2 separate regions of the Sus scrofa genome follow, and region 2 is linked to region 1. Evidence: chromatin contacts called from public Hi-C data. All regions are on one chromosome and are shown on one strand. The core of a region is the stretch at or near the end of the contact, and the rest is flanking DNA. Distances in the headings are between cores, read along the strand shown.

What was found. A called contact is a pair of places that touch in the nucleus more often than the background predicts.
Region 2: a contact with region 1 is called in a Hi-C map of liver, with 4 times the contacts expected there. The contact joins the promoter of CHFR here to the promoter of LOC100154415 in region 1. A contact is called at or near these places in 5 of 47 Hi-C or Micro-C datasets (embryonic fibroblasts, heart right ventricle, liver and 1 more) and 1 of 2 datasets of contacts at active chromatin or transcription factors (alveolar macrophages).

The regions. Positions count from the first base shown.
Region 1 is chr14:22,377,461-22,381,543 of Sscrofa11.1, reverse strand. LOC100154415 (zinc finger protein 268) reads right to left here and starts at 1,936. Exons shown (of 6, transcript XM_021072884.1): 1 at 1,371-1,936.
Region 2 is chr14:22,652,579-22,656,661 of Sscrofa11.1, reverse strand. It overlaps CHFR (E3 ubiquitin-protein ligase CHFR), which reads right to left and starts at 2,200. Exons shown (of 17, transcript XM_001928455.6): 1 at 2,095-2,200; 2 at 1,789-1,932. The coding sequence starts at 1,921.

The DNA.
Region 1 (4,083 bases), core at 687-3,186:
GATGAGACGGCCTGTTTGTCAGTAGCTTCTTCTCTCATATCTGGATGTCCATGAACAACTCATTTTTCTCACTTGAGTCTTACTTGTTGGTATTAAGCACTGAGATGAACAGTTCACTTACCGCCCACTGAGTCTTACATTTTGGTGTTAAACACTGAGAGCAGGACACTGGCAGTGGAGTTTTTAAAATCTCCCAATGAAAAACAAAATCGGCCTCCCAGGATAGTCAAAAAAAAAAAAAAGCCCAGAGACGTACACAAACAGCCCCAGGGGTTGGTTTCCTTACCAACCTCAGGAGCTGGGCAATGTGACCTGACCAAAGAGGGCAGTGCCCTGCAACGAGCCACACACCGCACATCTCCCAAGTCCCCAGGAAGGGTGCACCCCCCACAGGAGGACACCTCCCAGGTGGAATCTGAGGGGACCAAAATAGATGTTACGCCAGATCCATAACCCACTGAATGGTGCCAGGGATCAAACCCTGCATCCTCACAGATACTAGTCAGGTTTGTTAACTGCTGAGCCACCACCGGAACTCCAAAATCCAAGTTTTTAATGTGATCCTCAAAGCCATGTAGATCTGGCCTCTGCCTATGGCCCTGGCCTCATTTCTTAAAACACCCTCCACCACCACCATCACCCACAATCCCCACACACATTTCAGCAACTGTAAAGTGTTAAAAGTTCACCAACAGACTAGATCACTTCAAACCTCGTAAATCTGCCTGTTACCTCCTTTTCCTAAGCTGACCTTCAGTCCCTTGTTCACCTCATTCACCTTTCAAATATCAGTTTAAGACTCTCTTATTCATCTCTAAAGCATTTCTTGGGGTGTCCTTACTTCCAAAGCTGACACTGCGCTGAGTGTCCCCACACACTTGCACAGCTCTCATAGGACCCCACCACCCACTTATCACTGTACTTATACATTTATTTCCTTGCCTACCCTCCGCACCAGACCATTGCTCTTCCAAGGAAGGAACAATTTATCTTTGCATCCTTCACACCTGCCCTAGGGTCCAGCAAACAAAAGACAACAAACAAAACTGTAGAATAAGTGAATAAACAAGTGAAGCCAAAGATCTTAGACACAAAGAAAAAAAGAAAAACATAAGTGTTGAAGAAATTGGAAGATGGATGATTAACCTCTTGTTTAACTCAAGGTTCAAGATCAAAACTGGCAGAAAAGAGACTACAGGAAGGAGTAAATTAACAGTCTGATGACAAGAAGGACTTCTGGACGGCCTAACATCATCTAAAGGAGGCCATGTGGCTAGGAAGCTCCGTTCGACCGACCCTGAAAGAAACGTAATGAGCACAGGTCGGCGTTCAGGGAGATTTTTAAAAACGGGAGAAAACCCCCTACTCACCCAGATGGCAGCTGTCCGGACCCTGGCGGCCATCCCCACGGCCAATTCTGGCCGGTTCTGTGCGCCCTGCGGGTGATGGCGGGACCCAAGGGCTGTGGGAGAAAAGAACCATGAGGGAAACGGACTCCCTGCCGCTTCCACGCCCACAAGGCCCCCCGAGACCCTGCACCTGCCCTCCCCACAGCGGAGCCTGCTTCCCTCATAGGCTAGGGGTTCCGCACGTCCGCCCACCAAACACGCACGCGATCGAGCTAGGGCTGCAAGGCAGGCCAGACTAGTACTGTCCCGCCGCCTCAAAACTTGAAGGGACCCCAACCCCTGGGGGGGCGGGGCAGCGCTAGGCTGCGTGGAGGACGAGCTCCGCAGCCGATCTCCCCGGCGGTCAGGTCTACTTGGTCCTCGCCCGTGACTCTGAGGCTCCCGCTCCAGTGCTTCCACCCCTGCCCTGACGGCAGACGAGGTCAGCAGGCTCCAGCTCAAGTCACCGCGACGGTCAGAGGCCGCCGTCTGCTGAACAAGGCGTTCCTGATCCGTGCTGAGCCAAAGCCGGCCGCTAGGGACGCACAGGAAATACGTCAGCGCGACCAAGGGGCGGGGCGAACTACGGCTCTCAGAAGCATCTGCGGGCGTATTGCTGTGTTGGCAGACCGGCTTTAAATATGCGGAGAGTTAAAATAATGACATTAATAACATAAAGACGGGAGGAGTGTATATTGAGTTAAAGCGTTATATGACTCTTTCTTTTCCGCCTGGCAAAAACCTTAATTTACACTTTATAACGCAAAGATTTGAGAAAAATGATGTTTTTATGAAAATTAAATTTATTTACCAGAAAAATTAAGAGTGGCATTGTTTTCCTTTTTTTCCTTGGGGTGGAAGAATCTTTTAAATGTCTGGCTTAATATAAAACAGCTGGATTCTCCCATGTGCTTCTGCATTCAATATATTGAATATGTTGGTTTTGTGGAAGTATGTTAAAAAAATCTGGCCTCACATAGGAATGTAATTAGAAACAGAATATTTTAATATAGATAGATAATTGTGCGTATTCTCCTTAGATAAAGGTGAACAAGTAGTTCAGTTGCAGTATACAATCTGAAACCATACAGGTGAATTTTTTGTACTCTGTTAAAATCCATTGGTCAATCTTGCACTTTAAATAGATGGATTTATTATGAATGCTTTTTTTTTTTTTAGGGCCATACCAGTGGCATATGGAGTTCACAGACTAGGGGTCTAATCCGAGCTGTAGCTGCTGGCCTATGCCACAGCCACAGCAACACCAAATCCCAGCCAGGTCTACCAGTGGGCAACACCGGATTCTTAACCCACTAAGCAAGGCCAGAGATCAAAACTGTGTCCTCATGGATACTAGTCAGATTAGTTTCTGCTGAGCCGCTATGGGAACTCCAATTATCAATGATTTTGTAGCATCCTGCGATGGTCATTTGGAAAATATTAGTTCACTGACTACTGCAGATCTTCGAACGTTGACTTCTTTCATTATACAGTATGAAAACTTGTATTCACTAATATCATCATTGATCTTAAGTATTGGGAATCTGTGAAGTTCACACTGGCAGATACAAAATGTCCAAAATTCTTTTTTCTCTTGAAAATTAATTTTATATTGGCAAAATACACCCTCATCTGTTTCCCCTGAAGTGGCACTTGGTTGATTTCTAGAAAACGTCTGCCCTGCCTCCAGATTGTCTTATCATTCATTCCTTCTTTCATGCACAGTTCAGCTCCCAGCTCAAATAATCACGCAAGTGGGCAGAACAGTATGTAGTGTGATATTTGCTGCATAGGTATTAAAAAGACATGGACCCAAGAGTTGAGATATAATAAAAAGTATTTTTCATTGTGCCCTCAAGGACATCTGGAATTGAAAATGGTCCTTTTCTTCATTTTTAACTTTGAATGTGGCTTCTGATAAATACACTTTGGCATGCTGAATGCCCACATTATCAGTGCAAATTCAACACAATAAGTAACATCTTAAGTTTGGAGTGCTAGTACTCACTGTACAATTCTTTCAACTTATTTGTAAGTTTGAAATTTTTCATAGTAAAATGTTGGAGGAAAATATTGTGAAAAAGGCAAACTTTTCTGGAGTTCCCGTCATGGCTCAGTGGTTAACGAATCCAATTAGGAACCAAGAGGTTTTGGGTTAAATCCCTGGCTTCACTCAGTGGGTTAAGGATCCAGTGTTGCCATGAGCTGTGGTGTAGGTCGCAGACGTGGCTTGGATCTTGAGTTGCTGTGGCTCTGGCATAGGCCAGCAGCTACAGCTCTGATTAGACCCCTAGCCTAGGAACTTGCATATGCCATAGGTACGGCCCTAGAAAAGACCAAAAAAAAAAAAAAAAAAAAAGGAAAAAGGCAAACTTTTCAATAAATTGTGGAGAAACAATGCGATAGCTATACAATAGTAGGAAATAGATGGCTGTCTCACAATAAATTTCAAATAAATCCTAAGTAGGAGTTCCTGTCATGGCTCAGTGGCTAACGAATCTGACTAGGAACCATGAGGTTGAGGGTTTGATCTCTGGCCTTGCTCAGTGGGTTAAGGATCCGGCGTTGCTATGAGCTGTGGTGTAGGTTGCAGATGTGGCTCGGATCCCGTGTTGCTGTGGCTCTGGCATAGGCTGGTGGCAATGGCTCCAATTGGACCCCTAGCCTGGGAACTTCCATATGTGGGAGTGGCCCA
Region 2 (4,083 bases), core at 951-3,450, 270 kb before region 1:
CTAATACCTCAACCTTTATGTTTTGCTGGAAAGGTTGATACCAGCACATTTTTGTTCCTTGCATTAACATGTAAAATGCTACTATAGTGTTCTGTTATAATAACAATGGCTAACTTTAGGTGCTAACTCTTAGCCAAGATCCTTCTAAGCACTCTACTTACCATCTCTTTTAATCTTCACAATGAACCTACAAAGTAGGTACAAAGGTACAGAAAGGTAAATTGTTAGCCAAAGAAATTTACAGAGGTGGTGTCCCATGGAAACCCAAGAAGTATGTCTCCAGGGCTTCTGCTCTTCACCAAACTTCCTTTTACACCAAAGAAAGACAATTAATGCACCTCCAAAAGCTTCTAACGAAGATATATAAATGCTTTTACAGTTGTTAAAAAAAATTAACTTGATCTTGGTATTTAAGACTGCCTTCCAAAAAAACCCAAGCGATAAAGACACGCAAGTACATCACAATGGGTAATATGAAACAGTAATCTTTCTCATTCTCCCATTTAAAAGTATAAAGTCAGAATGATAAATTATTGACAAACTAAATATTTCTGTTGACCCGATCAGTGCCCCTCTCTCCCAGGAGAAAAGCTACAAGGAAACTTAGCAGATGGTCCCCTCTAGTCCAGAGGCAGTAAGCTTGGAGGGTGAGGGCACTTTCTCTCACTAGTTGTATGACTTTTCTTCAACTTCTTAGCTTCCTTTGTTCTTTAAATCAACAAGTATTTAAGCAGCTCTACTCTAAGAGCTGGGCGTGGCATATAGAGTTCTTGGCAAGGGGCAGATCCGAGTAGCAGTCAGATCTAAGCCAAAGCTGCAGCAACACCCGATCCTTAACCCACTGTGCCAGACAGGGGATCGAACCTGTGACCCAGTGAGCTCCTAAGACACCACAGAGCCCACTGCGCCAAGCAGGAACTCCAAGATCCTTTTTTTTCCTTCTTTTTTAGCCTCAAGTGTGGCAAATGAAAGTTCCCAGGCTAGGGGTCTAATAGGAGCTGTAGCTACAGGTCTACACCACACCCAGGGCAACACGGGATCCAAGCCCCGTCTGAGACCTATGCCACAGCTCATGGCAACCCCGGATCCCTAACCCACTGAGAGAGGCCAGGTATCCAACCTGCATCCTCTCGGATACCAGTTGGGTTCGGTACTGCTGAGCCACGACTGAAACTCCCAGATCTTTTTTTGAATGTAGCTGCCTACACCTATAAATTTCCCTTGAGCACTGCTTACCTGCAACCCCCAAGTTTTGGTATGTTATATTTTATTTATCTCAAAGTATTGTCTAATTTCCCTTTTGATTTCTTTGACCCAATGGCTGTTTAAGGGTGTTATTTAATTTTGCACATATCGGTGGGTTTTCCAGTGTTCCTTCTGCTATTGATTTCTTTTCCGTTAAGGTCTGAGAAGACGCGTTGGGTGGTAATGAACTTGAAAACACTGACTTCTACGTAATAAATTAATGTACCACTTCATATAGCTGTAACGAGGATTAAAGAATCTGTACGAAGCACTCAGAAGTGACTGGGCAGAGCAATAAGTGAATAAATGGTAGCTATTACAGGAGAGCCCACTACACTGGAAAAACTGGAAAGCTCAGAGCGCCCCGCCCAGGGGCCTCCCACAGCGCGGTGGGTCCCGTCCTGCCCAGCTCTCGTCCTCGGGCCCCAGATCTCCGCCCTGGCCCCTGCTCGGGTCCCCCAGCACTCGGCCTCCGTCCACCGCCCCCATCCCGGACTCGTCCTCAGTCCGTCCCATGTCTCCCATCCCACCTCCGCCCCGTACCTTTTCTCCGCCCGATGGTCCACTCCCGCTTTCTCAGGAGGACGTGCGGCTCGCCCTCCTCGGCGCCCAGGCGGAGGAGCCTCCCCCACGGCTGCTGCTGCGGCAGCTGCTCTCCTTCCCCGGGCCGCTCCATCGGATTCACATCTGACGAGCCCCGGAAACGTCGGGTGAGACTCTGGCCGCAAAGGCGGGGGCTGGGGCCGCCGCTTCTCCCGCAGCTGCCCGGGCCTCGGCGCCCCCGCCACGCTGCTGCGGGCCGCGCCGCCGGCCTCCCCCGCGTCCCGCCCGCGCCAGCAGCCCGCTTACCCCCCGCCCCGCGCGGAACCCGGAACCGGCCGCGCCGCCGCCGCTGCTGTCAACAGACATCGCTGATCCCTCAGCTGATCCGCGGGGCGGGGCCAGCGGCGTCCGCGCCCTACGATTGGCGGGCGGTGGCGACCACCGAGCCTGGCGGCTAGAGCGGAACAGGGGCGGTGGCCATCTAGAGTGGACGTGGGGAGGTGAGCCGAGCGTGCGCAGACCGGAGGATGGGGCCGGGACGACATCTTTGATGCTGGCCGAGACCTCTAGATCTCCGAGGATCTCGGAAGTAGCTGCCGTCGACGCCATGATAAGTCCGGGCAAAAGGGACTGAGTAACTTGGGTATTGGGCACCGAAGCAAATTCTCAAAGCCGCGTTGGAAGGGCAGATGGCTTATAGATATGTGACAAACGACGAGATAAGTGCAGGTAGAAACTTTCGGATGTCTCTTTCTCCGCGATCAGAATGTTGCTAGTGTCCTGGGAGGGCTCTGGAGAGTGCAAGCATCTCCGTTGCCAGTCGTAAGAGTATAAATTGGACCGCTTCTTGGAGGGCAGCGGTGCACACATAGTCTTTTCATTTCAAACGCACGTTTCCTTTGACTCAGCGATTCCGCCTTTTGGAATCTAGCAGAAATAAGGTGTGTGTTCCAAAAAAGGCTGCACTAGGATCATCAGTGCTGGACGCCTGAAAGTGAACGGTGGGCGAAGACTTGGTGCGGGTGGGCCAGGAGCCGAGTCATGGACTGTGCGGTCCATGACTGCGCGGTTGAGAGGAACCAGACGATATCGGACGGAGACCTCCGAAGTGGAAGAAGGCACCCAAAGGAGCGAGGGAGACATCTTTCACTGTATATTCCTTTGTGTAATTTAAACTGCATCATTTGGTGATTTTTGTTGTTGTTTGTTTTTGCTTTTTAGGGCTGCACCCGTGGCATATGGAATTTCCCAGGCTAGGGGTCGAATCGGAACTACAGCTGCTGGCCTATGCTACAGCCACAGCCACAGTAATGGGGGATCCAAGCCAACCTACACCACAGCTCATAGCAACTCCAGATCCTTAACCCAGTGAATGAGGCCAGGGATGGAATCTACATCCTCATGGATACTACTAGAAGGGTTTGTAACCTGCTGAGCCACACCAGGAACTCCATGTCAACTTTGTCATAAAGTGCATCTCTCCTTGAGTTCCCATTGTGGCTCAGCACATTCAGGATCCAACACCGTGGGAGGGTGTGGGTTTGATCCTTGGCCCCCCTCACTGGGTTAAGGATCTGGCTTTGCCACAAGCTGGGGTGAAGGTCGCAGACGTGGCTTGGATCTGGTGTTGTCATGACTGTGGCATAGGCCTGCAGCTGTGTTTCCAATTTGACCCCTAGCCTGGGAACTTCCACATGTCACAGGTGCAGCCATAAAAAGAAGAAGAAAGTACATCTCTCCTGGTCTCAGATTCAGGTCATAGGAAAGACCAGAATTTAAAATTTCTCAGAGTTATCTCATGGCTCAGCAGATGAAGGATCTGGTGTTGTCACTGCTGAGGCTTTGGTTACAGCTGTGGCGTGGGTTCCATCCCTGGCCCAGGAACTTCTGCATGCTGTGGGGCATGGCCAAAAGTAAATAAATAAATAAAATTTCTTCAAAGAAATTTAGTTTGGATAGAAAAGAAGCAAATCACAGTACCTTATTGGACTCGGTGTTGGAGACACTATGTGCCTGGCTAATCAGGCCTTTAGTTCAAATGGAAATGCTATACTCAAGAACATAGCCAAGGAGTTCCGCTCATGGCTCAGCAGTAACGAACCCAACTAGTATCCATGAGGATGCGGGTTCAATACCTGGCCTCACTCAGTGGGTTACAGATCTGGCATTGCCATGAGCTGTATTGTAGGTTGCAGATGCAGCTCAGATCTGGCGTGGCTGTGGCTGTGGCGTAGGCCAGCAAATGCAGTTCCAATTCTCCCCCTAGCCTAGGAACTTACATATGCCGCAAGTGCA